Regions from separate parts of the Mus musculus genome. Here regions 1, 2, 3 and 5 are each linked to region 4. The links are chromatin contacts, called in public HiChIP or PLAC-seq maps. All regions are on one chromosome and are shown on one strand. Each heading gives the region's core, a stretch centred on a gene start, on an enhancer-like site or on the middle of the called end of the contact. The rest is flanking DNA. Distances are from core to core; before and after follow the strand shown. Region 1 overlaps Ikzf1 (IKAROS family zinc finger 1). Region 2 overlaps Ikzf1 (IKAROS family zinc finger 1). Region 3 overlaps Gm11999 (predicted gene 11999). Region 4 has its middle 27 kb from the start of Gm11998. Region 5 overlaps Ikzf1 (IKAROS family zinc finger 1).

Region 1 (5,814 bases), core at 1,644-4,143, 240 kb before region 4:
TGTTGCTCGGGGAGGCCTCTCGCTCCGATGACACAGACTTGGCCTTGGACAGCAGCAGCAAGTTATCCACGGCGTCCTGTGCTGAATGGTTGGACCGTGGGGGGCCATCTGAGGGGGGCTTGTGCAGCTGGTACATGGAGCTGATGACTGGCACCACCTCGGAGCTACCGGGGGGTGTCTGCACCAATGGGCGCAGGGACTCAGCCCCCAGGTAGTTGATGGCATTGTTGATGGCCTGGTCCATCACGTGGGATGTCATCATATCCTCCTTCTCATAGTTGGCACTGTCATAGGGCATGTCTGACAGGCACTTGTCTCCTGCGGGAAGTAGATGGTCATAAGTGAAATCTACACCCAGGGGTTGAATGGTGTTCTAGTGTCACAGCAGACAGGACACATCTGCCAGGGCTCAGGAGGGATAAGGTGCCATCTTTCCCAGGGACTTACTATGGTAGGTTCTTCAGGAAGTCCTATTTACCCATTAATGAAAAAGAAACTAAAGATTATCCATGTCAGATTAAAGAGGGCATATTTCACAGGGGTAAATCCCATCTTTCATTAAGTATGATAAAGTTCATACAATTATATTTAATTTAAATATTTTAAAAGAGTATTCTAAATGTATACTGTTTAATTTATCCCAAAATTATTTAATAAAAATACACAGCCATGAATTAATGATATTTAATAAATTTAAGATACTATATTACATTTATCATTTTAATAATCTAAAAATGTTCTCAAAACATGATTATATATTATTTATAATAAACTATATATTTCTTATAAATATTTCAAAAGTGGATGGGTTCCAATGCATGGTGAAGTTGAAGGAATACTTAAACATAATTGTATGTACCCTGTCTTCCTAGTCAGCAGTAGTGAATTAGCTCAGCAGAAACAGGAAGCAGGAAACAGAGATGATCTACTTGAGTAGGCTTGGAGGTGGGCACCATTCACTTACTGTTTACAAACACAGCTAATACTAAAGATGAGCAGAACTAAGAATTCAGTAGTGGCCAGACCTGGGACTCAAGAAACTTATGGTCTCGTATGGTTAGCTTGTAGGACTACATGAACTCTGCTACTGTCTGGACCTTCGATGTCCCCAAAGGCCCATGTTTTCAGGTATTGTCCAACCTGTGCTATGATTGTGGCTGAACCCAATGTCCCAGAAGCTTAGTGTCTACCCAGGGACATGCTGTTGTTGGAAGGTTCTCAACTCTTTAGGGAAGAAGGGCCTAATGAGAAGATTTTAGACTTGGGGGACTTTATTCTTAAAGGGGGTCCTGGAACTCTGACCCCCATATATTTCCCTTTTGCTTCACAGCCACAAGACAACATTCCTGCCACGGAGTCAGCACAATAGGGCTAATCAGTCATGAAGAAGGATACCCCAAGGCTTAAGTCAAACCTCTTCTTTTTTACAAATTGGACATCTCAGATATTTCCCTATCATAATGGAAAATCTGGCTAACACAAATCTTCCCTGGCAATGGAAGAAGATGAGACCAGATTTGGCTTCAGATACAATTTTGGAGTAAAATGTTTTATAATGAAACAAAATGAATTTCCTTAAACATTTATTTTCCAAATACATTGATGTGAAATCATGACCCAGAGAAGATATTCATTCAGTAAATGGATAGTTTATATTCCTGTTGGCAGAGGTAGTCACTGAGTGCCCTCTCAGCGAGAAGAAGGCACTTGGCAGTCTGCCGAATCAGATGCACTTTTATACCTCACCTCCCACAATGCCTTTTTCCTCTCTTCAATATGTCTGGCTCAACAGTGGGACTAAAAGGAAAGCCAGTGAGAATGGATATGTATCCTTGGATATACACAGCTAGCAGGAGAGATACACACTAAATGATGACAGCAGACTCCATCCCTATCTATGAAATCCCACGAGCTCAGGAAGGCTTGCTACCAGAGTGTTGCATAGGTTTCTCATCTCATAAGAGCCAGCTGGGGCTTTTTGTATCTTACTGTTGGAAACAGAAGCAGTGAAGATCCCGAGGGGACAGAGAGCCTGGGGCTTTGGTGACAATCTAAAGGTCCAGGGGACAGAGCTCTTGGGGGCATAGGGAATGTCCAAGTACAGCTGGGATCATACACTGGAACCTTAGACTAGACTGACTTTATTCAAATAAAAAGGGGCACTGGTGAAGGGTCTGAAGAAAGTGAACTACCCAGCCACAGTGGGGCAACAGACTGAGCTACCAGGGTGACAGGCTGCTCAATCAGGTGGTACCTGAAGGCAGCTGATGGAGTGGTGGTAGAAGATGATCCCAGTGTCTTTCATGCCAGCACTGAGGTCAGCACTTCCCCCAAACTCTTTATCTACAGTAGGAAAAGTATTCCACAATTCATAAATCTAACCATAGTCCTTGAAAAAATAATCAGTGACTATAGTAGCCCTGGAATATATTCCTCCTGATTCAGTATCCTCCTGATTGCATTTTCTTCATCTTCCTGGGTGTGCACCACACAATGGCTTGATTTCATTTGCTTTCATCTACTCATGCCAGAACCAACGCATACTCTGGTAACGACATACAATGATCCTCAGGCTACAGGAAGAAAACGTGTTAATGTCCAGCTACACACTCTCAGAAACTGGACAGAGCAAAAGCCACGTGTAGTGGATGGTAGAAACCATGAAGGGATTCCTCTCTCCACTCAAGGGGGAGTTTTGTTTATTTGTTTGTTTGTTTGTTTGTTTGTTTTTGTGGTTTTGGTGAGAACCCATCTCATTATGTGGACATGAGGAACTCATTCTTGTACTTGCATCTCATTTACTACCAAACCCTAGCAATGGAGGAGGAGGGTGTGGCCTGGTGCCCAGTTCTGTTAGCTGTAAAAGTCTGTGTTCTCTCACCAGAGGTGGTACTTTCCTGTTTCTCCCCAGAGCTGTGGTTCTGTGGTTTTCTAAGCAACCACTGAAGCCTGCTGCTTCAAGAAGTGGGTGTTGCAAAGAAAGCAATATACATTCCAGATGAGCATGGCGTGACAAATCTACCTGTAGAATTTCTCTACCCAAATGTGAAAAATTAAAAGCTATAAAAGCCTCCAGTGCCCCAGTGAAATCTATTATTCTATCTGTCTGTCTGTCTGTCTGTCTGTCTGTCTGTCTGTCTGTCTATCTATCTATCTATCTATCTATCTATCTATCTATCTATCCATCCCATCTACTCATCCATCCCTTTCTTTCCCTGTCTCCCTCCTATCTATCTTCTATCTATCCATCCTATCTATCTATCTATCTATCTATCTATCTATCTATCTATCTATCTCTATCTATTCCATCCATCCATCCATCCATCCATCTTCTTATTTCTACTTTACATTCAACTACATATGACCAAGGAAAGGTACAGAAGATTCTTGCCTGAGACTGGACAAAGCTTTGGGTAATGTCACTTCTAGAAACACAACACTCTCAGCATTCCTTCCAAACCCTCACACTGACAGAGTTCCAATGGGCAAATGCCCTCCTCATTTTGATGATGGAGCTGAAAATTCCACTTTCAGGCAGCACATGACACCAGAGACCTTAGCATGTGGGCTGGCTCCCCTGCACACAAGCAAAGGCCTTGGTGAGTTGTACTTCAGGGGAAGTAGGCCCTGAGATGTCCCTTGTGGAGACAGAAGGCATCATCTGCTGGTTTAGAGCTTTCACCAAATCTGAAAACTCTGAGAGAGCTCTCAAAGGGGAACACTTTAAACAGAAGCCGTATGTACTTGGCCTCACCTGAACTCCCCCAACACCATCCTTGGCATTCTTTCAGGATTTAAAAAACTTATAGTTCTCATAGGAAAAGTCTCAGGTACAATGGGAAGAATGTTGAAATGTCAGTCAAGCCTCATTAGACCAAGTAGAATGAGCAGGATGAAAAGAAATGCCATGGTTACAGGGAAAATATTTTTTTGGCAAGAAGGGAAGTAAGACAAACCAGAAAGTCCATCCTAGGGGAAAAAGAAACTTAATTCCAGGAAGAGGAGCAATGAAGCATAATTACTTCATGACATGGGGTAAAATTTTTTTTTCAAGTTTTAGCTATTTTAGTTTTTAGAATATGCAAGCAGTCAGATTTTGAAGCTATTCAAAGACAATACTAAAAAAAAAAAAAAAAAAAAAAAAAAAAAAAAAAAAAACAACCCAGAATAAAGGGAGATTTTAGATCTCAGGAATTAAAACCAAATCCAATTCAATACATACTCAATACATGAGTTAAAAATAGCAAACACTAGAATAAACATTGCTAGGAACTCAATTAAATCAGGAAAAATATAAAATAACAGTAAGTAAACTTAAAAAAATAAAGAAATTAAAATAGCAAAATGCTAACAGACATGGGAGACAATTTATCCAGTCTATGGAAAACCAGCACTCTTGAATAGAAGTCATGTTAGATAGAACAATTGGTACTTATGTAAAGGAATGTTTCCAAAAGACAAGGAGGAAGAAAGGAGCCTCTCACTCTTAAAGGCTACATTTCATGTAGACTGTAAAACACCAAAGAGCTTCTTACTGATGATGGTTGACTTAGGCCCAAGGAAAGAACACTACATATTTTGGGAGAAAAGTAATATCAAAGAAAAGAAAGTCAGGTTGTACTTGGCACCCACATAATTCAACAAAGAAAAATCTGCCAATGTCAGAGAAGGAAGAGTGGCCAGAGGCTACGTACTCCTGGGGTTACTGTAGAGAGGTGACAGGTGACATCCTCAAACTCAAAGCAGAGATGGAGATGGAATGTCTACAAGGGTGCTTGAATGTAAAGTGTATTCAATGAAGGGATTGATCAAAATAAACGAAAATGAGCCTAAGAGACCAGGGTCTGATTCTGTAACCTGTTAAAATATATAGTGATGAATATCTAAATTATATAAGAATAATGATTTCTGCATAGAATATGAATAGAAATGTACAATGTAAAAATAAAAGCAATAAAAATGATTGTTTTTAAAGTAATTTTTAGAATAATTTTTTTTCCCTGATAGTCATCCTTTTAAAAAAGTCAAGTCCTGTTGGGAATGACTGTGCATTGAGGAGCCTTTATCTCCTAGGACATGTTGAATATGCTGTGGCCACTGTGAACTGATTTTCAATCAATACACGGGAAGAGGGGAAGCCAGGCAACACCTCCAGCCCAGGGAAGAGCAGCTGCAATCTTTCTGAGGTGGCGCATTCAGGAACTTAAAGGCCTTTCCTCCACATCTCTATTTGTAGTCCACCTATTATTAATCCTGTCCACTGAAATATATATGGCAGGAAGATATTTACAATGATGTTCTTCTAATTTAATACTGGTAATTTCTGGATGTTGCATTTGGTTTTCTGAAAAAACATGAAATAGTTCTATCAAAACTCTTACTATCTATTTATCTATCATCTCAAGTACACAAAACGATATCATCCTAAATGTGGGGAGCAGCCTTTGAGGTCCAATTCTCTTCATTTTAGGGAGAAAACTGTGACACAGTAGGAAGGGTGGACAGGAATGTCGTCATGTAGCACTGAGAGGAAGGCAGACACGAGAGCAGGAAGAGGCACTGGTTAGTGTGTGAACTGCCAACCACCTCTGGGGGACACCAACAGAGCACAGCTGCTGGGAGCCCTTCCTTGCACACTTCACTTCTGCTATCCTGGTCCTCCTGTTCCCACAAGGCCACTTCCTCTTGTGTTTAACCTCTCCCCTGGAGATCGCTTTCCCCTCTCAGCATTGCTTCACTAGTTTTGTAGATCCCTTTCACATAGAGCGTGTGAATCAAGACAATGCCCATTCACCCAGGAGAGCCATGACAAAG
Region 2 (5,701 bases), core at 346-2,845, 200 kb before region 4:
TAAGAAGAGCAGTAGCTCTGTAGCTGGCCCGACCCCATCACTCAGTAATTCACATCCAACTGCACCTCGCAGTGAAAAGGGTCCCAGGATGGGAAAGAAACAACAGCTAAAACCCAGATAAGCAAAGTTCTGAAGTGAAACTCATGCATTTCCTGGCAAATCCCTGAGACACCCACTCTGAGGGTGAGGACCCTGCTTTACAGACTGTAGTGGGGGTGGGGGGAAAGACGGTTTCTTATCTAATCTCCAGCAGCCTAACAGAGGAAGAGACAGGACTCAGTATGAGAACAGAGAAGACAGCTTAGAGCCAGGATTACTCAGGCAAGGCAACTTATTTTTGGTGGACCGCAGGACCTGTGGGTTAACAAACGTAAGCATGGCTCCTGTCCCTAGGGTCCTAACCATCTGAAACCTGAGCAGAATTGAAAGGGTCAGGTCAATACTCTGGTTACATGGGAGGCCAGGGAAGGGCACGCTGAAGGGGTGGGTACATGAATGTAGATGTGTGGGCATGGCTCAGTTGTATACCACATGCCAGTCATGTGCTGGTCTCACTCAACATCATTACCAACAACAACGTGTGCAAGTACACACACACACACACACACACACACACACACACAGACACCCCCACCTCCCACCCCCACACACACATCTTTAAAGACTGTCGGGGCAGGAGGTATCAAGCACAGTCAATGAAAATTCTTTACACACAGTGGTTCAAGTCCACTGGAAATAGGATGGAGCAAGTTTAGAAGCTTTGGTCTTAACCACCATGTCCACCTCTGTGACATACTAAAGAGACTCTGTGGTACATAGGGAGACGAGAGCTTGTGTGTCAGACATGGCACAACAGTGCTGGGGTGACGAGCTCCATGAGTGGCCATGGCACCAGACACCAGGGGAACAGCCAGCCCTGTCCACAGATCTGTGCACAGATAGCTTAGAACGGATGGCAGCTATGTGCAAAATGCATAGATGCCAGGTGGGGCAAGAGTGTGACGCTGGCTTCCATAGCCATGCTACTGGGAGAGTAGATGTGGAACAAGCACAGAACAACCTGAGATTAAAAACAGGAAATGGGTGAACTGAGTGCCCCTTCTGGGAAATGATGAAATGAAATGGGTTTCAACCTTAAGGTGTAACCATGAAAGGCTGAGTTCAATCAAGGTTGCTAAGCTGTATGCAGGGACATCCTTTTAAAAAGCAAAATCCTTGTTGTTACTACAGTTCAACCCACTCCTTCAGTATCTTAAGAATACAGTGCTGAAGTCCTCAAAGAGTTCACCACATCACAAAAAGGGTACAACTCCTGAACAGCTGCAGAGTGGCGGATCATTCAGGGTTCCTCAGCCTGAACTCGCAGAGTTCATTACTAGGCACTATCTATGATGTTATAGAGAGGTGTTAACACACATAGATTAATTGAACAATTGGGAATCAGAGAGAATGACTTAGTCCAAAAGCAGTGTTTTCATTTACAAAGCAGGTTTGAGAGCTGAAATTGTGTCAAACGACTATCACTCTGTGTTTTGCACCCCCGGCTCCAGGCCAGCTGCCTGTGGCACCACCTGTGACTCACTTGCACCCAGCACTTGTAGATGAAGGCCAGAGACAAGCCCATCCAGCAAGGCTTTCCTACAGACCGACAGCAGGGCAGTTGTACAAATCATACCCAAGATCTACATTTATGAGTAACCCATGCAAATGAGAGGGATTGAAAGAAAAGAAATGATGGGAAGTCTAACAGCATAAGTATTTTCACACTTCGGTGACACATTTCTAACGGTCAGGAGTGAGCAGAGCTCTCTGTGGGCAAGGTTAGCACCTCTCGGCAACGTTGAGCAGCATTCAGTTGCTGAGGGTCTGTAGTGCAGCTGCAGGGCCCCTCACAGCACACACTCTTTAAAGAGCAGGGTAGAGAGTGGGAGCGGCTTTTGCTTTGGCACACTAGATTTCTAGGAGGGTGCTAACCATAGCTTGCAAAGCTACGGCAGCAGCCAGAGGGTCTGGACCAGTGGTGATGAGGAAAGTTCGTAGGTCTTTGCACTACCGGTAGCAGGGATCAGACTTGAAGCTCAAGGAGACAAAGTACAGAATACATCATGTCTCCACCTGGCCAAGTATCCCAGGGTGTCAGCCCTGAGTTCTGAGACTGAGGCCACAGCACAGTTACTCAGGAACCATCTCCAAGTCCACCCCAGGGCAGCCATGCTCTACATGACATGCTCCCTGTAGCTGATGAAGTATTTCTCATTGGGGAATCATTTTGCCTTTTCAAATTGGCTTTTTTATTTCATATTGATTCTTCCAACCCTATGGCTCTCTGAATACCTTTATAAACTGAAACACACAGGCCTTCTTGCTTTGAGAGTCTTGACTCAAATTGTACCTGGATGGTCCTCAAATGTCCCTTGCTTATTTTCAATCAATGCCATAACATACCCACTCTTCATTGTTTTCACAGGAGTGGGGATTGAACCCAGGGCCTTGCACAAGCTAGATGGGTACTCTACCACTGAGTCATACCTTTATCCATTCAAGATGTTAACATGTAAGAATCAGGAATTTCAGTGTGACAGTTTCTCTACTCCTTTTCAAGACAGGGTCTTGCTGTGTAGCCCCAGCTGCTTTGAAATCACAATCCTCCTGCCTCAGCCTAGCCACAAGTGGTTTTAATAAGGATGAGTCATGCTCTCAGCTTTCTTGGAAAAGGCTGTGACAGAACAAATGCTTTAGACTAGGGATCACTTGATCATGAGAAAGCCACCCAAGTCACTCTCAACATTACATATCCTGGGTGCCTGTTCATACCTGTTGAAGACTATCCCTGACTCAAGCCTTCCTTCAATGGCCTTCAGTCACTCCCAAGCCAAAGCCGGCAAGCCAGTTTCCACCATATTTGAAGACACATAATATGTCATCTAAAGACCTACATATGTCTCCTCAAAACTGATTTCTCTCCTTGCTTGTTGTATGCATTGCAGGTTTTTTTTTTTAAAATATCCTGCCCCCTCAGAAAAACTCAAGCTCATCTCATTCACCCCCATTTTCCTCATTATATGCCTGGCAAGTATGTCCCCAACAAAATTAGACTAGATGGCAGCTACTTGGCCTCAGAATGGCATTTAACAAGTATTTGTTCTTTGGATAGCAACAAAGAAAAAGTCAGTGACAGCCTAAAGAATCTGAAAACTTGGATCCATAGTCCTGTGAGAGATTTTCTGCCAAAGATCAGAAAATGAAGCCCTTAAGCTAACTAGCCAGGTAAGCAAGCATGGCATCTGGCAACTCCATACAGTGACCACTCTTTCAGCCTGTGCCAGGTCCCTGGGCATGCGCTTGGAATCTGCCTGTCTACAGCACAGAGGCAAGGTTTCCTACAGCAACCCTATCCCACATGGCCCATGTGCTACCTCTCCCTGTACTTGGCAGCACATTTTTCAGAGTGTGAATAGATCTTACTGAGAGACTGGACATCTACTAATGGCTGTTAAACATGACAACCGCTCGTTGAAGCTGCTCCAGCCTATCTCATTTATTTTATTACATATCTACCTATAGATACATTGCCAACGGCATCCGTATCTATTATAGTGGTCTAGTTGGTTTGTTCCTGAAACAAAATGGTGGCCAGCTTATTGTTCCAGTAAGTAGGGTCCCTGCTTGTTGTGGGGTGATACCCATACTCTTCAAAAGCACTTTACTCTTCTTCAAGTCTTCATGCATAGTGTTGGGGAAGCAGTACCTTTTAAAGATGCTTTACCTCAAAGAATATGTACCAGATAGCTTTCTGAACATGCCTACCCTGTTCTCGCTTTCTTTCCTGAAGTGAGATTATTACTAACAGCCCAATTATGGGGGCATCTCTGATCAGCAAACCTCCTATCCTGGTTGGGACACATGTGGGTCTGAAGAGATTGCGTGGTACCTCTGAATGCAACAGTTTCAGACCTTAACTTTTCTGACAAGCTCAAACAATTTCTGCCAGCATTTACCAGTGTGGAGGTGTGAGTGACAGATGAGAAATCAAGCAAGGGTATCATTTTGGTAATGCCCCAGCATACATACAGAAGGAAAATCTTGGGATTTATGCCATTCTTTCTAAACCCAAAGCTAAAATTTATATCTCAATTATAGCGAAACATTCTGCCTTTCTGGCCAGCTCCTATTTCTTTCAAGAGAGATTCCCCAGCCTGAAGAATGGGTAAGGAACTCCATCAGCACCAAGGGAACATCACTTAACACAAACCAGGAGGGCTGTACCAACAGCCATGGCCACCTCTCCACTTACCATTATTATCAAGCTTTCTTTCTACCTGGTTCCCCTTCACTTAACCTTTCTAAGAACTCTTTGTGCATTGATAGTAAACCATCTGCTCTTGAGTGATTTGACACACTTATGTGGCATGGTACCAAACCTTTCTCCAGAAAACACGGATTTCAGGAGAAAATTAATTTGCCAAAGTAAAAATGAAATTCAATACAAGACCTGATGGAGAAATCTCCTTGTAAAATAACCTCCACTGGAATAAGAGAACTGAACAGTGCAGGGGCAGTTGGATGTTTTTACTCCTTTAACTGAAGTGTATTAGTTGTTTTGGATCCCTTTAAAGAACTGGATTTTGAATGGCTTGAAAACATGACTTTGCCAGTAAGCTTGGACAATGAGCTGTTTCCTCTTGTAGGTGTCTGTGTTGTCTAGGGCATCAGGGATCAATGCAGAACCCTTAGTAGCTCAGCAATGCTAACTTCATCATTCCCTCATTCTATCCACAGAGTATCACGGTATCAAAACAGCAACAAGGGATATTTCAGCCATCTTCCGAAGAAGTAACTAAGAACCTCTTAAGGGCAGGAGTCCTGTCTTATTCTACAATGTCTATGTGTCTGGCAATTGCAAAAGACCTCCAAAGACTGAGCTGAGACACATTAAACCAAGCAAGAAGAAGATGAGCAGATCCCATTGTTCAGCCAAATGTCAAAGGTTCCAGAATGCAAAAGATCTATGAGTGTCTTCAGACTTCTGACAAACTGTTTCTGAGCTGCAGGTCAGCAGGCAACAAGGGATGTGGCTGCAGACCCCTCACACATTTCTGAGAGTACACCAACTGTGAGGGAGGTGGCCTTCCTACTCAGCCTTCCGTCCTCAGAACTCTAAGAGTTTATAAACAATGAGCATGTGCTTAAGAAGCCATGATCCCATAGATCATTATCTGTGAACACTCTGGATTCATGGCTAGCTATGACATGCCACCACACTGATATAAGAGAAATGCACATGGACAAGAAACCTCTAAAGAGTGAGAATGGTGAGAAGCAAGGCAAATACACTGTAGTTTTTCACTCTTTGTCTTTATTATATTCCAAGGAAAGGAATTATTAGAAGGAAGGGTATTTAGTGTTTGTCTCATCTCCAACTGGAAGAGCTCTGGCTGCTGAGGAAATGTTGTAGACAGGAGCAATGGTCTGCAGATGCATAGACTTAGTTCAGTGCTTGATGTCTGGCCCCCCATGCTGCCAGCACCTACAGCGAGTGACCTGCCTGCTGATGGTTTTAAATGGACTGCTGAGTCCACATGAGGTCTGGGTGGCCTTTTACACAGTGTATTTCATGGGAATAGGGACCTTTTGACACAGCAGCAACATGATATTGCTCACAAGCTGTGCTTGTGTTTGCCTTCCTCTGTGGGTATGGGGC
Region 3 (5,266 bases), core at 567-3,066, 130 kb before region 4:
GTCTAGCTTTGGGTAGCAATGTTGGTGCAGCTGTCTGATCAGGCTCCTGCATCTCCCCTGCACGTGCAATGCAGTTTGCACTGCTCTAAGCCACACTTGCCTGGCTGAGTGGCCCTGTCAACTGTCCTTCCAGTAGGTGGGAATTTCACTTCCTTATTTCCAGGCATAAATAATTGCAGATGCAAAATTGGGGCCTTATTTTAGACACAGGCGTTGAGAATGTGACTCAAAATATTCAACAATATTTTTAATCCTGTTTTTTAAGTATGAGGAAGCCTGAGCAACTTGCTGGTCAAGGCTCTGGATTTGTCAAGCCACACAGGTCAAAAAGGCGACAGGTGGGAGATGAGATTTCAGTGCTGCATGCAACTTGTGTTTTACTTTTGTTCCTTATTTCCCGTCCCTTATAAAGAACTATTCTTAAACATACCACTGCACCCAAGGCTTTAAGAGCCATTATCCCATCAATGATAACATATCCTGGGGTTCATAGCTTACTTGGCTGCATCTGTCTGGCACATAACTTTCATGGGATAGTGAAAAATATGTATCTCTTCCTTCAAAAAACATGTAGAAAACACATTTCTCCTCTTTTGCTTAAGGTTCCTTCTTCCCCTGTAACAGCATTTTATTGGGCCACTGAGTGGTATATCCCTTGGCCAGGAGAATATGCAGAAGAGATAGCGGGTGCACACGCGTGCGCGCGTGCGCGCACGCACGCGCACACAAACACACACACACACACACACACACACACACACACACACAAGTATTCAATTCAACTCTTCCCCTTCACTATATAGGTCCAAATCATTCCCATGTCCTGGGTCCCCTTGCTGCTAGGTAGGTTGCTGAAGGAAAATTTGGCCAAAAGAGGTGCTCAAGTATTGGCTCAGTGCAAGCTTCATTGCTCCACTGGACTTCCCTGACAAAACAGAAACTTAAGACAAATTGGTTTCAGGACTGTGACCTCAGGATATGATGGACCCTGTTGCACACTGGCACGTCCAGGAATCCTGCCATGCTGGCAGGCTTAGTGGATGACTAAAAGAAAGACAAGGTGCAGTGGCTTGGGTTTACCAACACACAAAGCCTCATATGTCTGGTCTTTGTGAGTTATGGTAGTTGGACCTTCGGATATCTCATCTCTACCACCTGGGTAGCACCAACTGCTGGAGAATTTATGAGCACAGACACCTTGGGGCTTTCTTGAGAGAGGTGATTGGTCAGAGAAAATGGAGTGCTCTGGAGTTACAGCCGCCCTGACTCCAGCCTGTGATTAGGCAGCTTGGGTACTGTCAGCGAGGAACCACAGGCAGATCGGACATGGCAGCTGCAGATCTGCCATTGGCCCAGCTGACTGCCTCTGGTCTGGAATGTTCTTATTATTCTTGTTCTATAACCAGGTGGCTGAGGGAAACCAGGGCCTTTCTGACCTCAAACTGACAAGCATAGGCTCTGTCCCTCTAATGATCAAACTCTGCTAAGCACTAGAGATGGAGGACAGATACTGCTGGTACAGCTCTTCTTCCAGGGCCTATGTCCATGACAAGAGATGGGTTATTTCCTGCACACTATAGGGCATAAAATTCTAGCACACAGCCCTGGGAATGTGTTCTATTGAAACATTTGCTCACAACTGAATGGGAAAGCAGGAGGCCAAACTGCCCTTGGGTCAGGGTAAACACTGCTCTTTCCTGGCTCCAGTTGAGTCATGTAAAAGAAGGTGATTAATGAGACATTAAATGGTGTGTATGTTTTAAGGACACAGAGGACAGGGGCTCTCAGAACCGCAGGAGCCTGTGGTTTCTGAAATACTGGTGGGTGGCTTCCTGTAGTTGCAAGGCATGCTGGGGAGATGAGATAGGACAGGCCCCACCTAACTCCCTTCATACGGATTCTGGCAGTTTGGCTCCTGCAGCCTGGTCTGACCTGCTGCTCCCATGCAGTTAGACTGGGGAAGCAGAGCAGCTAGCTATCAGCCAGACAAGTAATAGACATCTAATAAGGTCACGTGGCCAGAAACGCAGAAGCCCACAGACCAGTTTCTGGGGGCAGAGATCGGAAGCCATTCACTTTATTTTGTGCCTGTAGACAGTGACTTTAATGTTATGTAAATGTAGCCCTTAATTCCTAATGTCTGGAAATGTGTGTGTCAGGGCTGTGGCAGCTCAGGTTGTGGATGATCCAGACGACGGTGTGTGTGTGTGTGTGTGTGTGTGTGTGTGTGTGTGTGTGTGTGTGTGTATTCAAGGAAAGCTTGTGATTACTAGCCTCTGATTTCCTTTTTCCATGACAAGATTTAAATAGGACAAGACAAGATGATGAAAACTGAGGGGTAAGCCAGTGTCTGCGGAAGGGGCCTCTCTGGAGAGGGGAAAGGAGGTGGAAGCTCTGGAAAGCAACTGCACTCCTGGTTTCAAGGCACAAAGTGATACCCTCCTGGTCAGAATCACTTATCTAACTAGAAACACCGGGAAATCAGCATGAAGGGCAAATTTGTGTCTAGGAAGATGAGCACCATGTGACAGAGGCTTGCCAGAGAGTCATATGTGTGGGTGGCAGTGGAGTGCAGAAAGAAGGGCCAGTGGTAAATTCCCTCCAAGCAGGTGGAAGGAACCAGCAAGGCAGTGTAGGCCCCAGCTGCCCACTTTGTCTTCCCACAGGAAGCCTGTGGCCTAGTGTAAGTCTAGCCCTATGGTAGCTGTACAACCAAATGTCCTGCTCTTCGCTGTCCTCGGGTCCTCAATCTATCTCTCTGGGGACAGTTAGGATCCGGGTTAATGTGATGAAATTTGTCATCTCTTGAGGCACAAGCAGCCCAGGAGCCTAGAGCCTGGAATGATGGTCTCTCTAAGATGATCTGAATAACCAAATGCTCACACTTGAAGCCAATTCTTTGCTCCTAAAGTAGCCTGTAATGCTTTTTATTCTAGTTTTATTGACATAGGGAAATTGTTCATTTTTTAGATGTTTTGTGATATTTTGATACAAGCATACATACTGGTCAAATAGGTTAATTGGCATGTTCACCACACCAAACATGTACTTTTCTTTGCCATACCACCAAGGATATTAGAGTCTGATTTGTCTAATTGACTTCTTTTTTTAATCAAGGGTTGTTGAAGGAAAAAAAAAACATATGGTTAAGCCTGGTGAGAAGGATTATACTGCCAGGTACACTGCAGGATGAGGCCGGGGGATGGAAAAGTTCAAGGCTTTCTAGGGCTATAGATTGAGATCAAGGCCACTTGGAGCAATGTAGGAAGAGTATGTCTTAACATAATAAGCAAAAATGGACATGGAGATGGAGTCTAGTGCTAGGGATCTTGTCTAGCACGTGCAAGGCCCTGCGCTCAATCCTTAGCACCACAGAAGAAAACAATCAGGAATGTCAATGATAGTATTTTCTTTGCACCATTCTAAAGCACATAAGAGAGAAGCTTATTTTTCTCAGAAGCTACAGTCACTATTCCTAGATCATGTGACTAGTGTAACCTGGAGATGTCCCTTCTTTGTAGTGACTTAGACAAGGAAGCTTAGAGCCAAAAGGCAACTCTTTGTTTCTCTATACCTTATCTATCCCAGAAATCCTCAACAAACTTATTTCCCTCACTTCATCCCCATATCTGTTTATATTTCACTTTATTGTTAATACTCCTGGTTTTTAAATTGTGAGCCAAATGTAAGTAATTTTGGAGTTAGGAGAATCATTGGCAACTAAATATAAATGATGTCAGCTGTTGGGCTCCTTGGTCATTTCTGCTGGCTTCCCACTTACACACTGTAGGTAGAGGTGTGGGTGACTACCTTTCCTAAGACAAGCAGCTAGCCTTTCTCAGCTTCACAAATCAGTTCTGTGGTATAGTCAGCAATTCCAGCTGTGGAAATTCCACAAGGTATGAAAGAAAATCATTTTTTGCTCTTAAAGAGGTTTCAAGCCATGAATGAGTCATGAGCTATCTTAGTGTCCTTTGCCTTCAACAAACCTCCTCCCACCTACACACACACTCACACTCACACATACATACACATTCTCACACACCCATCCATACACACTCACACACACCCTCAAACACTCATACACATACACTCGAACACATTCAGATGCACTCCCACACACACACTCACTCACTCCTATTATTCCTAGAGGTTGGCAAATCTAGAATCACCTGGACCTTTCCTTTACTTCCCATGACCAGCGGTTGACCAGGTCCAGTGCAGAAGTCATCTGTGGAGCCTCTCCTGCCCTTGTTCTACTTCCTGTAGTCTCACAGGCTCCTCTTTTGTAGCATCTCCCCAGCAGAGCTCATCTTGTGTACATCAGCGCTTCTGGCCTGCCGGCAATCATTGGCCTGCACCTCAAATGGTCAATACTTGCTATGCATTCATTAATAAATGTCTCTGAATTCCATTCAGCCCACAGTTGTCATCAGCCACTCCATCTGACCTTTTTGGCCCCATTATCCCAAGGATTCTTCCATGTGGATTATATTGGTCAACTGCAACTTTGATATTATTTTTTAATTGTCCATACCTCCCTCTTAGAGTGTAGGTACCAGGAGAAAAATGATCACAGCTATCTAGTTACCTTGATATATTTCTTAAGAGCTGTTGGAGAATAAACAAAAGATTGCTTGTTTAACTAGCTCTGGTAGCCAGGGCCTAAGCATTGTTCCTCTGAGCCCTCCCTGTGGCTTTCCCTTACCTGACTCCTCCCTAATTCTCCTACGTTAGAGCCTGTCTAGTTCTCCTAGAATACTGTTTCACCTTTAACTTCCCTTAAAAGTTCCTCTTTCTAAGTACAGGGCATAGTTCCTACTGCAGAGCTCATTCTGGAAGTCGTCCTGGGCTGGTCACATTTCTAGCATTACTTTCCTGGGCAAACCATGCCATCCTAACATATTAACTTCTATGTCAACCAGCAATTCATCTGCAGTGTTGGTCATTCTTCACAACGTTCTCTCTTCATTTCCTGCCATCCTCACATTTTCAGGAAGGAGAGACTCCCATAGAGAATAGAAACATATTCTTTAGGGAGTCAATTTTTGATTTCAATTCTGACGTGTTATTCACAGTGTTGGTTTTTGCCCCCTCAGTAGTAGACTCTACTGGAAAAGGTGAGGTTAGATATGCAGCTAACACAGAGCAACAAGTCAGTTTCCTTCCCCACATCTTCCATTCCTTACTGTGAGGCCAGTTGCAGTCTCTGAGTCCCCAAGGGCTTGCCAGCTCCTCTGTGATCATCTCTTTACCCTTTCTTCTG
Region 4 (5,494 bases), core at 2,664-5,163:
GTTACTATAATCCTCCAGGCAAAGCACAATGTGGACATGGAAGAAGGAAAAATAGAAAAGGAGAGGTCAATTTATACAGTGAATTCAATGGTCACAACTTAGTGAATAAGTGGGCTTGTGTGTATGATAGGAAACATGGATAGTTAAGGTACTCTGTACAGGCACCGATAATTGACAGACAAGCAAAAAAAAACATAGACTTTTTTCTTTTTTGAAGATGCTCAGCAACACAGCATACAGATCTGAAGAGGCAGTGTCCCTGCCTTAATAGGGCATAGACCCCAGCAGCCAAAAGACCCTAAGTATAGGGAAGATGAGGATTAGTTTTCTAGTCTTGCTAGTTGGAACTTGGCTGTATGACACCTCTTTGCTTGCTGCTTTTCAACTTTACACATGGCCAGTGCTTACAATACTAACTTATTTTTTTAAATTTAATTTAATTTTATTTTCTTACTTATTCACTTTACATCCCACTCACTGTCCACCTCCCAATCCACTGTCCACCTCCCACAATCCTTCCCCCATCTTCCCTCCTCTTCTGTGAGCAGATAGGGACCTCCTGGGTATCCCCCCGGCACTCTGGAACTTCAAGTCTCTGTGAGGCTAGGTGCTTCCTCTCCCAATGAGGCCAGATAAGGCAGCCCTGCAAGAAGAATATACCCCATGCATAGGCAACAGCTTTTGGGATAGCCTCTACTCTGGTTTTTTGGGACCCACATGAAGACCAAGCTGCACATCTGCTACATATGTAAGGGGTGGCCTAGGTCCAGCCCATGTATGTTCTTTGGTTAGTGATTCAGATTCTGAGAGCACCAAGGGTCCAGGTTAGTTGACTGTTGGTTTTCCTCTGGTGCTTCTAACCCCTTCAGGACCCACAATCTTTCCTCCTATTCTTTCATGAGAGTCCCAAGTTCCATCCACTGTTTGGCTGTGTGTGTCTGTATCTGTCTGAATCAGCTGCTGAATGGGGCCTCTCAGAAGACAACTTGCTCCTGTCTGCACGTATTATAAAGTATCATTAATGGTGTTAGGAATTAGTGCTTGCCTATGGGATAGGTCAAGTTGGGTGGGATATTGGTTGGTCATTCCCTCAGTCTTTGCTTCCTCCCCCATGCCTTCATTTCTTGTAGACAAGATAAATTTTGGGTTGAAAGTTTTGTGGGTGTCTTGGTGTCTCTATTGCTCTACTGGGGTTATAAAACCAACTTCTGATAGAATGTGAGTTCAGATCTGCAGAAAGCCAGATAATGGAGGGATATGCACCAGGTCTGACTTCATGTGGAGGGTGTGGTGGATCCAAGCACAGTTCCTCCAAGGGTGCAGTCTAGTTTTTCCTTCTAGGAAAGACCACATTGAGTTTTGTATTTTTAAAGTAAAACACTTTATTTTGGTGTTTGGGAAAAAATCAATTTCAAGAATTAACCCCAACTGACTTAAAGGAGTTCACACAGATCAGTAGTTGTCTCTGAAGTGTCCTCTGGGGGATACAGAGGGAGTGCCATCTTTCTGTGGCCTGCTTGCCCTGAGTGATTTGTACACAGCTACCATCAGGGTTTGAAGACTGCTAGGCTGAGGGAATGAATGATAGGCCACAAAGCTGTGAGCCCAGTAGAGTAGATGTACATTCAAAAAACAATGAAGTTGAGACTTCAACTCTCAAATTTACTCATTCTTTTATTTTTGTTTCCAAATAGCCACACTCTACTCTGTGTCTGGCACTGGACCTGGAGTGACAGACAGGACAGATGGGAAGGGCTACATCAAGGACCTAGACTCTGGGGAGTAGTTATTTATAAATTAACCTAATCAAAGAAGTGTCCTATAAGGTGTAGGAATGGCCCTGGTAATCAATCTCTTATGTACTAAAGTCCTAAAAACATTTTATTAGCAATTGTAAACTGAAGGAATTTTCCATTCACTAAATCTCAGAACACATGGATTGCAAATAAATATTCAAACAGGCTATATTAGGCTTCAGGAGGATCTGTGTAGGGAGGGGAGGAGGAAAGCGAGGCATTAATAGATAGATGCTCTTCTTGCCTACTGTTTTCTCCACTCTCCCTGGTAAGTCTCAGGGATAATGTATACACTATTTTGTGTTATTTTTTCTGAGGACAAATGTGATTCTTTGGTGTCGAATGGCTGCCATGTGAGATGTCTAATCTGTGTCATCTAAGTAGATCTCAACCAGGTTGGAATTGTGTCTGAGTTGCTATGTTCCTCCCTAAACCCTAGGAAGGAGAACTAGCTGTGGATGCAGGTCAGAATTCACAGGCTGACTCTGACTCTGAAGGCTGGGTCTATTTAGCATAAACAACTTTCCTTTTCTTGTTAGGGAACCAGATGAGAGAAGATTCAGTGCAGGACTAATGCGTCAGTGGAATGGTTAACTTGAAGTGTTTGAAAGATATATCTTTCTTTGGGAGCAGATGTGAAGACCCCACACTGGCAAGAGTTTGCCTATGGGAAAGAGGAAGCTCTGGCTTGTGCTTTTGTGGTCAGGGTTGGGGGATGCAGTCAGTGTGGTGAACTGGGAAAAGAATAACCAGGGTATGAGGGGCCCTTTCCTATTGTGTTTGCAATTCAGACTGGAAGATGGTTGTGTTCCTGGGTCCCTAGAGATGTGTCTCTACATAGGGAGCAGTGAGCAGCTACGACAGGCACTAATTTTTATCTGGCATCCCTAATGCCTCTAGCATCTTCAGTGCACAGTTGCATGGGGTGGTTATTGGCAAATGTTTGTGAATAAGTGACTGACTAATTTGAAATGATTGAATAGATGATAGATCTTGATTGTAACTAAATGAAGCAGCAGCTCAAGAGGAATTCCGTTAGATTGGCTTGAAGGAGGGTAAGGTTCTCATTTCAGCACAGATTAGTATTTGAGAGGGGACCAGATAGTGGGAGCACATCTGAGAGGAGTTAGGGGAGGACTCAGAGTGAATGATTAAATGCATTGTACAAATGTATGAAGTTCACAAAGAATGAATAAAAATGCCTTTAAAAAAACAAACAAGAACCATTCATCTAAGTCTCATTTTCTGCATTGTAAAGTCTGGAGAGGAGTATCTACCTCACAAGATGCTTTGAAAGATGGATCAGTAGGTTTATGGGTTTGCAGAATTTGTCCTGAGCCTGTATCATGGGAATTCTTCAAACCAGGAGCACCCACTACATGTTAACATGCAGATTCACTTCCTTTTGTTTTAAAGTCACATATTCAAGTATATTCCTGAGTCAAATTATATTTGAGTTTTCAGATGCTTGGACAGGGCAGTATGTATGCACCATGCTTGCATGTACCAACTTCCATCTGGCAGACATCAGGGACAGGACCTGGCAATGAAGAGAGCCCACTACATGTATTCAGAAGGCAACACTGAGCAGGACCACCACAGCCCCCAGGTTCCGCACCCGGGGTTGGGGGAATTCTAAACGAGGACCCTGGGGCAATCCCCACTCTTCCTCAAACGGTCACAGGGTTTGCAGCAGATGCAGAAGGCTCTGGCTTCTCCCGAGAGGAAATGTGACCGTGGAGAGGCACTGGATAAAGGGAACTTCTGGGCAGACTTTGTCCAGAAATTTCCTGTTGAGTGTTTCACTTCACATTTAGGAAAGGATTGAGGAACTTTTGGGAATCAGTTCACAAAGGCAGAGGACTCAAAGAAACGCAAAGGTCCCGGGAGCTTCTGGTCACACAGCTGCACTGACGAAGGGCCTTCCTGGCTTCCTTGAGCTTATTTTATATCTTGTCTTTGTTCTTCAATCTTATGTGGCCCTGTGTACATTGAGAGGTGTGTGTGTGTGTGTGTGTGTGTGTGTGTGTGTTTTCTTTCCCTCCAGACTATAAAAAATGAACAAGCCCCGGAAGTGGTATCTCTTCCTGCTCACCCATCCTTTTTGCCTTTGTGAAAGTGCACCAGCATAACCACCTCCTACCGTAACGCTTCCCGTTTCTTCTACTCCTTCATACTGAGAACCTCGCCCCACACCGGACCCAGTGAGATTTAAAAATTAAAACCGGCCAAACCAGAGAATATAACACTTATGTTAAAGTACGCTTTAAAGCTGTGTGCCGAAAGGAGTCTGTATCTTCAGAAGGACGATTTTAGCTTTGCTCTGAATGTTTTAAAAGCAGTTTTTGGAAGATGGGAGAGGGTGAAAAAAGAATGCAGGTCTTTCTTTTCATTTCATGGATCCTTAACCCATATTTAATGCAGAGCCTGGATTTTAGACATAGCAAGTGTGCTTGTAATTATTTCAAACAGTTAAAAAAGCTAGTTAATGATGTTCAACATAAGTAATCATGTTAAATAGTAAAATTTAATTTCTTAAAAACTTAAATCCTCATATCTTCTGGAATGCATTGTACTGGAGGATGTCTGAGTAAATTAAATTCTCTCCTGCACACTAAAGCATCAATTTCCTTATGGTAATTATCTGCTAGATTGGATCTGTCAGAGGCCGGGAAGCAAGGCTGACATTATACCCTCTTTACAAAAAATGATTACAAAAAATTAAGACGAATGAGTAAAATTAAGGCTGTGGCTGGTAAGCCTCTATAAAGCTCTCATGGATCCTTCTACATAAGATACCATTGTACCCTGGACTAAGCTTTTAATGACTAGCGTATAATCAGGTGAAGTCCATTAAAGTGCAGCAGAAGTCACGATAGCAGAGATAACAGCGAGAAATGATTTTCCGCCAAGTAGAAGCAATTTATTATACACAAAAATGAATTTCTAACGGAAGTGTCTGGATGGATGAGGAACTCTGCTAAGGTGACAGGATTTCTTTCCTGGAAAGTTTCAAAGAGTGGTGGAGCACAAGACACACCATTGGCATTCTGGGAATGGAGGTGAGTGGAATCCCCGGCCCTGACAAAGCTTGCTGCAGTGTGACCAGTGCCTCCAGAGCCTCCAGAGTCCCACGGCCTCCAGAATGCAGTCCTCTGATCTAGGTTCCTCAGGGGTGAATCAGTAAAGCGATCTCTTTCGATTTTGTCCTGGACATCGGCTGATGGTAGTGTGGATAACTGAACTGTTTGTTGTGATTGTTGATCCAGCCATGTATAAAGCACTTAGGTAATATAATTGCATAGCTATCAGGGATGGTGCATTAGTTTAATTAACTGTGAAAGAGTAAACACAAGCCCCATAGAATCACAGGGAAAGCAGGGCATTAATTAGTCATGAAAAATGCATAATAGCATTCAAGATCTAGAGTGCATCACCCAGGTATCTTCTGAGTTTCATCTTTACTGCCCCAGAAGTCCTTACTCAGCTCCGGCTAAGCCTTTCCTCTCGGTTTGTTTGTTTCCAAGGCCCCTTTCTCCTTGTGTAGTAACCAAGACCACTGAGTCAAGTACCACTCTGCAATGATCCACCCCTCTAGAGCTCCATGTCATGATCTGTAAAGATAATATCACTAATGACATCACAGTATATAGGGTTTCTATGAAAGTGGCTTGATAGGTTACCCATCACTGGTGCTG
Region 5 (5,388 bases), core at 2,430-4,929, 210 kb before region 4:
ATAAACAGGAAGCATCCACAGCTGGGTAAAAATCACCTTGTGGAAGAACATGTGTTGGGATGATCCATCCCCTTAGCATGTTCCTGACTCCACTGAGGTAAAGGAGGCTGTGATCCTGCTTTCCTGAGCACACTGCATGCAGGGCAGAGAAGCTCATGCCAGTTGTAAGCATTTTTCTGTATGAATAAAAACAGCAGAGTTCATGTGCAATCCTCTGGGGGGATTTCTTGGCACAAGTCACTAATGCCTATGTGGGTGTTTCGCAGAGAAGGCCAGGACAGCAGGGTGCATGGGCAGTAACATTCAGGCTTCTCATACCAGGAGCAGCTCTCCTCTAGCAGGCTGCTTGCAAAATGAGGGAGAGTGGAGAGTCAGGAGGAAGCAGGTTATGAATCAGGTGATGGGTGCTGCTTTCTAGGCTACTGGATTCCTGAAAGCCCCCGAGGGCCTATCACTAGGGTGACTAGGGCACCTGAAGGCAGGGCTTTGGCATTTCTGCCTTAGAAGATGGTGCTGCCACCAGCTGTGATAGCATTAAAGGAGAAAGGTAACTCGGGAGGCATGAGGGTTGCTCACAAGTTGTCCCAGGGTCAGTGTGGGAATCAGATACAATGGGGGTAAGAAATGTATGTGGAAAAATAGGTGGATAGCTGCCAAGGACATAGAGTATGAAGTCCAAGCTACTTGGCCTGATTTATACTGGAGCTTTAATTATATATGATTGTGTGTGTGTGTGTGTGTAAGAGCGAGAGAGCGAGCGAGCGAGCGAGTGAGAGAGAGAGAGAGTCAATAGATAGTACGGGAAGGATGATCAGTAATCAGAAAGTTAAAGACTGAAAGTTTATGTTTTTCAGAAAGAAGATACTGTGTCTGCAGATGCCTGTGGGTGTGGCCAAGGACCGTAAGTAGTGGGGACACAGCAGGCTGTGCACACATCTTGCTGAGCTGGGACTTATGGCTGTGATGCAGACACTGCCAGCCATGTTTTGACTTGGAAGGTCTGTGATGTCTAACGGAGATGAGTGACCAGAGAGAAGATGATTTGGCAAAAAACAGGTTATACTGTCAGCATGGGGAACTTAAGATTCCTGCTATGTGAAGGGTTTCTATACAAACATGGGAAAGGCCCTCATATCTCTGGGGATAAATGCAAAGTGGGTGCTTGCTAAATAAGGAATCTGACAGATTTCTATTCAACCAAAAAGGTTGTCCATGACAACAAGGGACTCTTTCTAGAACTGTTTAGCTGTGGTATTCCTTCAGTGAAATGCTACATATAAGGAATAGACTCACACATATTGTGTAAGCTCTGTCCCTAGTCTACTACTGAGAACAACAGGGAGCTTGATGAAGTGCTTCACTGAGCTGATTAAATATAAAACATGAATGGAGTCTTGTGAATATTCCCCCTGTCCCCCCAAAGCTCTGGGTTCAACCTACTCTTCCAGATACTGACAGATAATGGGCGAGGCCAATTTGAGTGTTTACAAAACATGGCTTATGTTAACATGGTATTTTCAAACCCCTTATAAAAGCTACCTTACTTCTCAGTTGTTACTTAAAATGGAGAAAACAAAAAACCCTCTCATTATGTATTTTAGAGGTATACCAGCATAGTCACCCTGCTGTCCTAAGAGAATGCCCCTCCTGACCCGAGTGTGGCAAGGCCTCTAGCATCTAGGAAAAGGTTAGAATGAAAGACTCTGGAGAAGTGAAGGAACTCAGGCCAGCAGGAACTGGGAGGCCTGGCTTGGCTGCCAAGTGTGCCCTTGTGAGCAACTGAGCATTTTTAATGCAGAGGTGTAATATGCAGGGTAGCCTCTGGGTCACAGATTTGATGTCTACATTGTTATTTCCCTTGCATCTTAATATTTACTGGAAAAGTAGCATTTCAGAATGTACAATGTTATTTTCCCATTGGAAAAAAAAATTCTGAAGTTGTCATTCCAGCCTGGTTTTATGTCAGGTAAAGGAAATGTTCAATATTTTAAATGGAAAAAGGCAGATGCAAGTGTAAAGATCTTTATAATAACTGTAGCTAATAAGCAAAGTTATTAAAATATATAAGGTATATTTGTACATTTTCATTTATTTGTGGTAATAGGTGAAGACCTGAGACACATATGTATGTGCAGACTAGTGTTTTTTATTTCCTCTAAAGGAGCCAGCAGTGTGGTGGGAGGCAGAGACAAGGGGTTAGGAGGAACCAGGCCATCCTCCATTAACTCCCTGGGAAACTTGAAGCTATCCCGAACTACATGGCACCTTGTCTCAAATCCAGAACAAATTGTAAGCATTATTTAGAACAAATTGCATGACTTAATATCATTTAAAAATAGTTAAAATAATAGGGTTTCTACCTAATCAAGCCTATTTTAGAAATAATCTTATTTGATGTTTAGCCTTCAAATACAATGAAGTCAGAGATGGAAATAGATCAGAAAATGAAAACTTATTAAGAAAGAAGAATTTTAAGGCATATTTAATTTTTGGGGGGTATCTAGGGACTCAAAATGGGATAAAGATGGCAGAGGAGGCCAAAAGTTTGTTTTAACTTCCAGAAGGAAGCCTGTAGGTCAGTTCTCAAGCATGACCACAAGGTGGCGATATTGGCCCAGAACAGTTTGGTTGTTGTTGGGCGGAGACTTGAGGCTCAACCAACCATTTGTTCCAGAAAGATACAACTGAGGGGAAGAGAGAAAGAAAAAGAGATAGTATTACTATGAACTAATCTTTATAAGCAGATAGACATGAAAAACATGAAAACATTTATCATGTTTCAGAACATCTCCCACTGTCATTTTTTCCCATCCTGAAAACCTCACCCATCTGCTTGGTCAGTAGGTAATGCTGGGCTTTGCCCATTCCTCAGGCTTAATGAAAATGTGTCTTAGAATGTGCTGTCTTACCTTTATGTGCACTTGACTTACCAAAACATTTCAAAACTGTGATTGGCAGGCTCAAAATTAACATGACTTCCTGCCCTGGCACACTCACAGCTCACACATAAAAATATGTTATGTGAACATACATGCTTACATGAAGAAGGAAATCTCAAATTCTTACCTTCACATTGAACTGAAGAAATAATTAATAGGAGAAATATCTTAGCAAACTTCTAATATTCTGGAGAGGGAAGTCTATCTGGCCTTTGACCAGGAGCATCCTGAGATGGATACTGCTAAGTACTGTACTTCCCAAGTAATATCTGATAACAGGACATCATAAACCTAACGCGGCTGACATCTCAATATTAAGATTAGAGTAGTAAGATGTCAGCAAGCTGGTCTTAGGGTGTAATTTGGTGGTAGAGTGTGCTTTGGTTTGATCTGAAGCAAGACACACAGACAAAGCTCTTCTCAAAGTGATGCCAATACACTCTGCTTTCTGCTGCTGCTTCATAAGATTAAACATTTTATTGATACAAGGTCTGAAGGCTTAAGACCTAAGGGGTCTAACAACCTGTAACTCTTTTGCATTGATTTTATTTGCATTAAAAAAAAGCCTTCTCTATTCTTGAAAATACTCCTTATGGTTGCTCAAATATAGTTATCATTTTCAACTTTCAATGTATTAAGAGATGAAATTACCATATAGTTTTCGGCACAGCAGCTCCGAGGAGAGCTGGTAGGCTGCATGCACGCTAACATGGTGCATGCTTACGTGGCGAGCCACCACAGAAGAATGGGCTGGAAACCCATGAGTTTTTCTTCTCTGTTCTGAGGTTAGCACTCCAGAGCAAGGGAAAAAGGGTGCACCTTTTTTTTTTTTCCTGTCACACAAAATTGCACAAGTTATCTGAAAAGATGTTGGTTTGTTTGATGCTGACAGGAAGCATGGACCACAAAGTTGTTGATCACAGTTTTAATCAGGACCCTGCTGAGCAGCCTCCCAGTGAGACACCCACTGTGGCTACATTAGTTCTTTCTTCACCTTTCTTTCTTTCTTTCTCTCTTTCTTTCTTTCTTTCTTTCTTTCTTTCTTTCTTTCTTTCTTTCTTTCTTTCTTTCTTTCTCTCTCTCTCTTTCTCTCTCTCTTTCTTTTTTCCAATTTTTTATTAGGTATTTTCTTCATTTACATTTCAAATGCTATCCCAAAAGTCCCCTATAATCCTCTCACTATCTGATCCTTATTGGTGAGGCAGAGGCAGAGGGAGGGGAGGGGGCAGGGACAGAGGGAGGGGGTAGGGGCAGGGGCAGAGGCAGAGACAGGAATATCATTGCAAATTTAAGATGAGTCTGGGCATCCCAGAGCAGTCTAGGCCAGCCAGGAATAATAGGGAAACCCTGCCTCAGAAGCAAAACAAAAACCAAACAACACCCTCACCCTCTGTCTTTGCACTTTATTGTATCAATGACACACTGGATGCTGGGTGTTTAATGATAGAATGGCAAACATTTAGTCCATGTCACTTTCAAGTTATAAAGGAAGGTGTTGATGAGAGAACATGCAAGTGGTGGTGTCTGTGTGATGGAACTGACCATGAAATGAACATCTGTTTTCTAGAAGCAAAGCATATACTTACGAGAGAAAGATTTGGGAATTATTGCATGAAAATCCCTAAAGCCATCAGCCCCATATGCAACTGCAATAGAGAAGGCAAAAAGAAAGCCAGGTTGTCAAATCATCACGGACACAAGAGTGCAGAAGACAGTGCTGCTTTCAAAAGGCAATGTTATTATGTAAAACCACCAGTTAGCTGCTAATTTGTTATTGTTGTCTTCAGACAAGCTACAGAAAAGTCACTCCTCAGAGCAGGACCTCTGAACTGTGAGCAAGCTCCGACGGCCTCAACAGCCTAGAACATCCTAGAACCAATAGCAACCATTCAGTAGTACTGGCTGAGTGTGCTCTTGGCCACATCACAGTCTCACACGGGAAAGCACACGTCTGCACAATCAGTGTGCTTCCTCATGGGTAGTCTGCCCCTCAAACGTTCTTCATTTGCTTTTTTTTTTTTGTCTTTTCTTTATTGTATCCAGAGAAAATTAAAACATTTCCCATCTGCCTGTTGGATAGGGAATTGCTGCTCCAAAAGGAGCTACCAGATTTCCGTATTGCTTAGTAGTTGCCTTTGAAAATGGCACCAAGCCCCGTGCTTGTAGTCTTTCGCAGGCCGTTCCTAGTGAGTTCCAATTCCTAAGACCTGTTATACTCTGTACACGTGTCTGTGTGTGTATATGTACATGCATGCACACCGGGTGCACGCTCACATGACTTCTTTCCCAAAATGTCAGCCAGAATTGTATACACAAAGTAGCTGGCTAAATTAAACTTCTGGGATCAACTACTGACTCAGCAGGAAAAAAAGGCTGATGGACTTCAGGAAAAAGACATAGTTATCAAACTTTGCTTAAGTTACTGTTTCTCAAATTTGTTTGGCCACAG

What was found. HiChIP or PLAC-seq counts read pairs in DNA pulled down with a chosen protein or histone mark.
Region 1: a contact with region 4 is called in an H3K27ac HiChIP or PLAC-seq map of thymic regulatory T cells, with 7 times the contacts expected there. The contact joins two enhancer-like sites. A contact is called at or near these places in 4 of 484 Hi-C or Micro-C datasets (CD4 T cells, bone marrow-derived macrophages, embryonic stem cells and 1 more) and 12 of 115 datasets of contacts at active chromatin or transcription factors (the 230-238 cell line, CD8 T cells, Th17 cells and 7 more).
Region 2: a CTCF HiChIP or PLAC-seq map of CD8 T cells shows a contact between it and region 4, with 7 read pairs. The contact joins two enhancer-like sites. A contact is called at or near these places in 1 of 15 datasets of contacts at CTCF or cohesin (CD8 T cells), 4 of 484 Hi-C or Micro-C datasets (CD4 T cells, CD8 T cells and bone marrow-derived macrophages) and 8 of 115 datasets of contacts at active chromatin or transcription factors (CD8 T cells, DN3 thymocytes, the SCID.adh cell line and 5 more).
Region 3: a contact with region 4 is called in a CTCF HiChIP or PLAC-seq map of CD8 T cells, with 10 read pairs. The contact joins two enhancer-like sites. A contact is called at or near these places in 1 of 15 datasets of contacts at CTCF or cohesin (CD8 T cells) and 4 of 115 datasets of contacts at active chromatin or transcription factors (CD8 T cells, the SCID.adh cell line, bone marrow-derived dendritic cells and 1 more).
Region 5: a contact with region 4 is called in a BATF HiChIP or PLAC-seq map of CD8 T cells, with 7 read pairs. The contact joins two enhancer-like sites. A contact is called at or near these places in 1 of 15 datasets of contacts at CTCF or cohesin (CD8 T cells), 13 of 484 Hi-C or Micro-C datasets (CD4 T cells, CD8 T cells, the G1E-ER4 cell line and 8 more) and 15 of 115 datasets of contacts at active chromatin or transcription factors (the 230-238 cell line, CD4 T cells, CD8 T cells and 11 more).

Annotation. Positions count from the first base shown.
Region 1 is chr11:11,763,385-11,769,198 of GRCm38.p6, reverse strand. It overlaps Ikzf1 (IKAROS family zinc finger 1), which reads right to left. Exons shown (of 8, transcript NM_001025597.2): 8 at 1-318. Among named protein-coding and RNA genes, the nearest start is that of Fignl1, 43 kb to the left of the region's middle. Within about 2 kb of position 2,893, at least 56 of the 459 cell types and tissues checked have an H3K27ac peak or open chromatin away from gene starts, as enhancers often do. A contact at or near this core is called in CD8 T cells, Th17 cells, pro-B cells and 2 more, where this site is marked.
Region 2 is chr11:11,721,660-11,727,360 of GRCm38.p6, reverse strand. The region is part of intron 3 of Ikzf1 (IKAROS family zinc finger 1); the gene reads right to left. Among named protein-coding and RNA genes, the nearest start is that of Ikzf1, 39 kb to the right of the region's middle. Within about 2 kb of position 1,595, at least 45 of the 459 cell types and tissues checked have an H3K27ac peak or open chromatin away from gene starts, as enhancers often do. A contact at or near this core is called in CD8 T cells, DN3 thymocytes, the SCID.adh cell line and 3 more, where this site is marked.
Region 3 is chr11:11,653,886-11,659,151 of GRCm38.p6, reverse strand. All of the region lies in intron 1 of Gm11999 (predicted gene 11999), which reads left to right. Among named protein-coding and RNA genes, the nearest start is that of 4930512M02Rik, 29 kb to the right of the region's middle. Within about 2 kb of position 1,816, at least 103 of the 459 cell types and tissues checked have an H3K27ac peak or open chromatin away from gene starts, as enhancers often do. A contact at or near this core is called in CD8 T cells, the SCID.adh cell line and memory CD8 T cells, where this site is marked.
Region 4 is chr11:11,527,335-11,532,828 of GRCm38.p6, reverse strand. No RefSeq gene overlaps it. Among named protein-coding and RNA genes, the nearest start is that of Gm11998, 27 kb to the left of the region's middle. Within about 2 kb of position 3,913, at least 75 of the 459 cell types and tissues checked have an H3K27ac peak or open chromatin away from gene starts, as enhancers often do. A contact at or near this core is called in CD8 T cells, DN3 thymocytes, the SCID.adh cell line and 12 more, where this site is marked.
Region 5 is chr11:11,740,147-11,745,534 of GRCm38.p6, reverse strand. All of the region lies in intron 3 of Ikzf1 (IKAROS family zinc finger 1), which reads right to left. Among named protein-coding and RNA genes, the nearest start is that of Ikzf1, 57 kb to the right of the region's middle. Within about 2 kb of position 3,679, at least 39 of the 459 cell types and tissues checked have an H3K27ac peak or open chromatin away from gene starts, as enhancers often do. A contact at or near this core is called in CD8 T cells, DN3 thymocytes, T-cell acute lymphoblastic leukemia and 9 more, where this site is marked.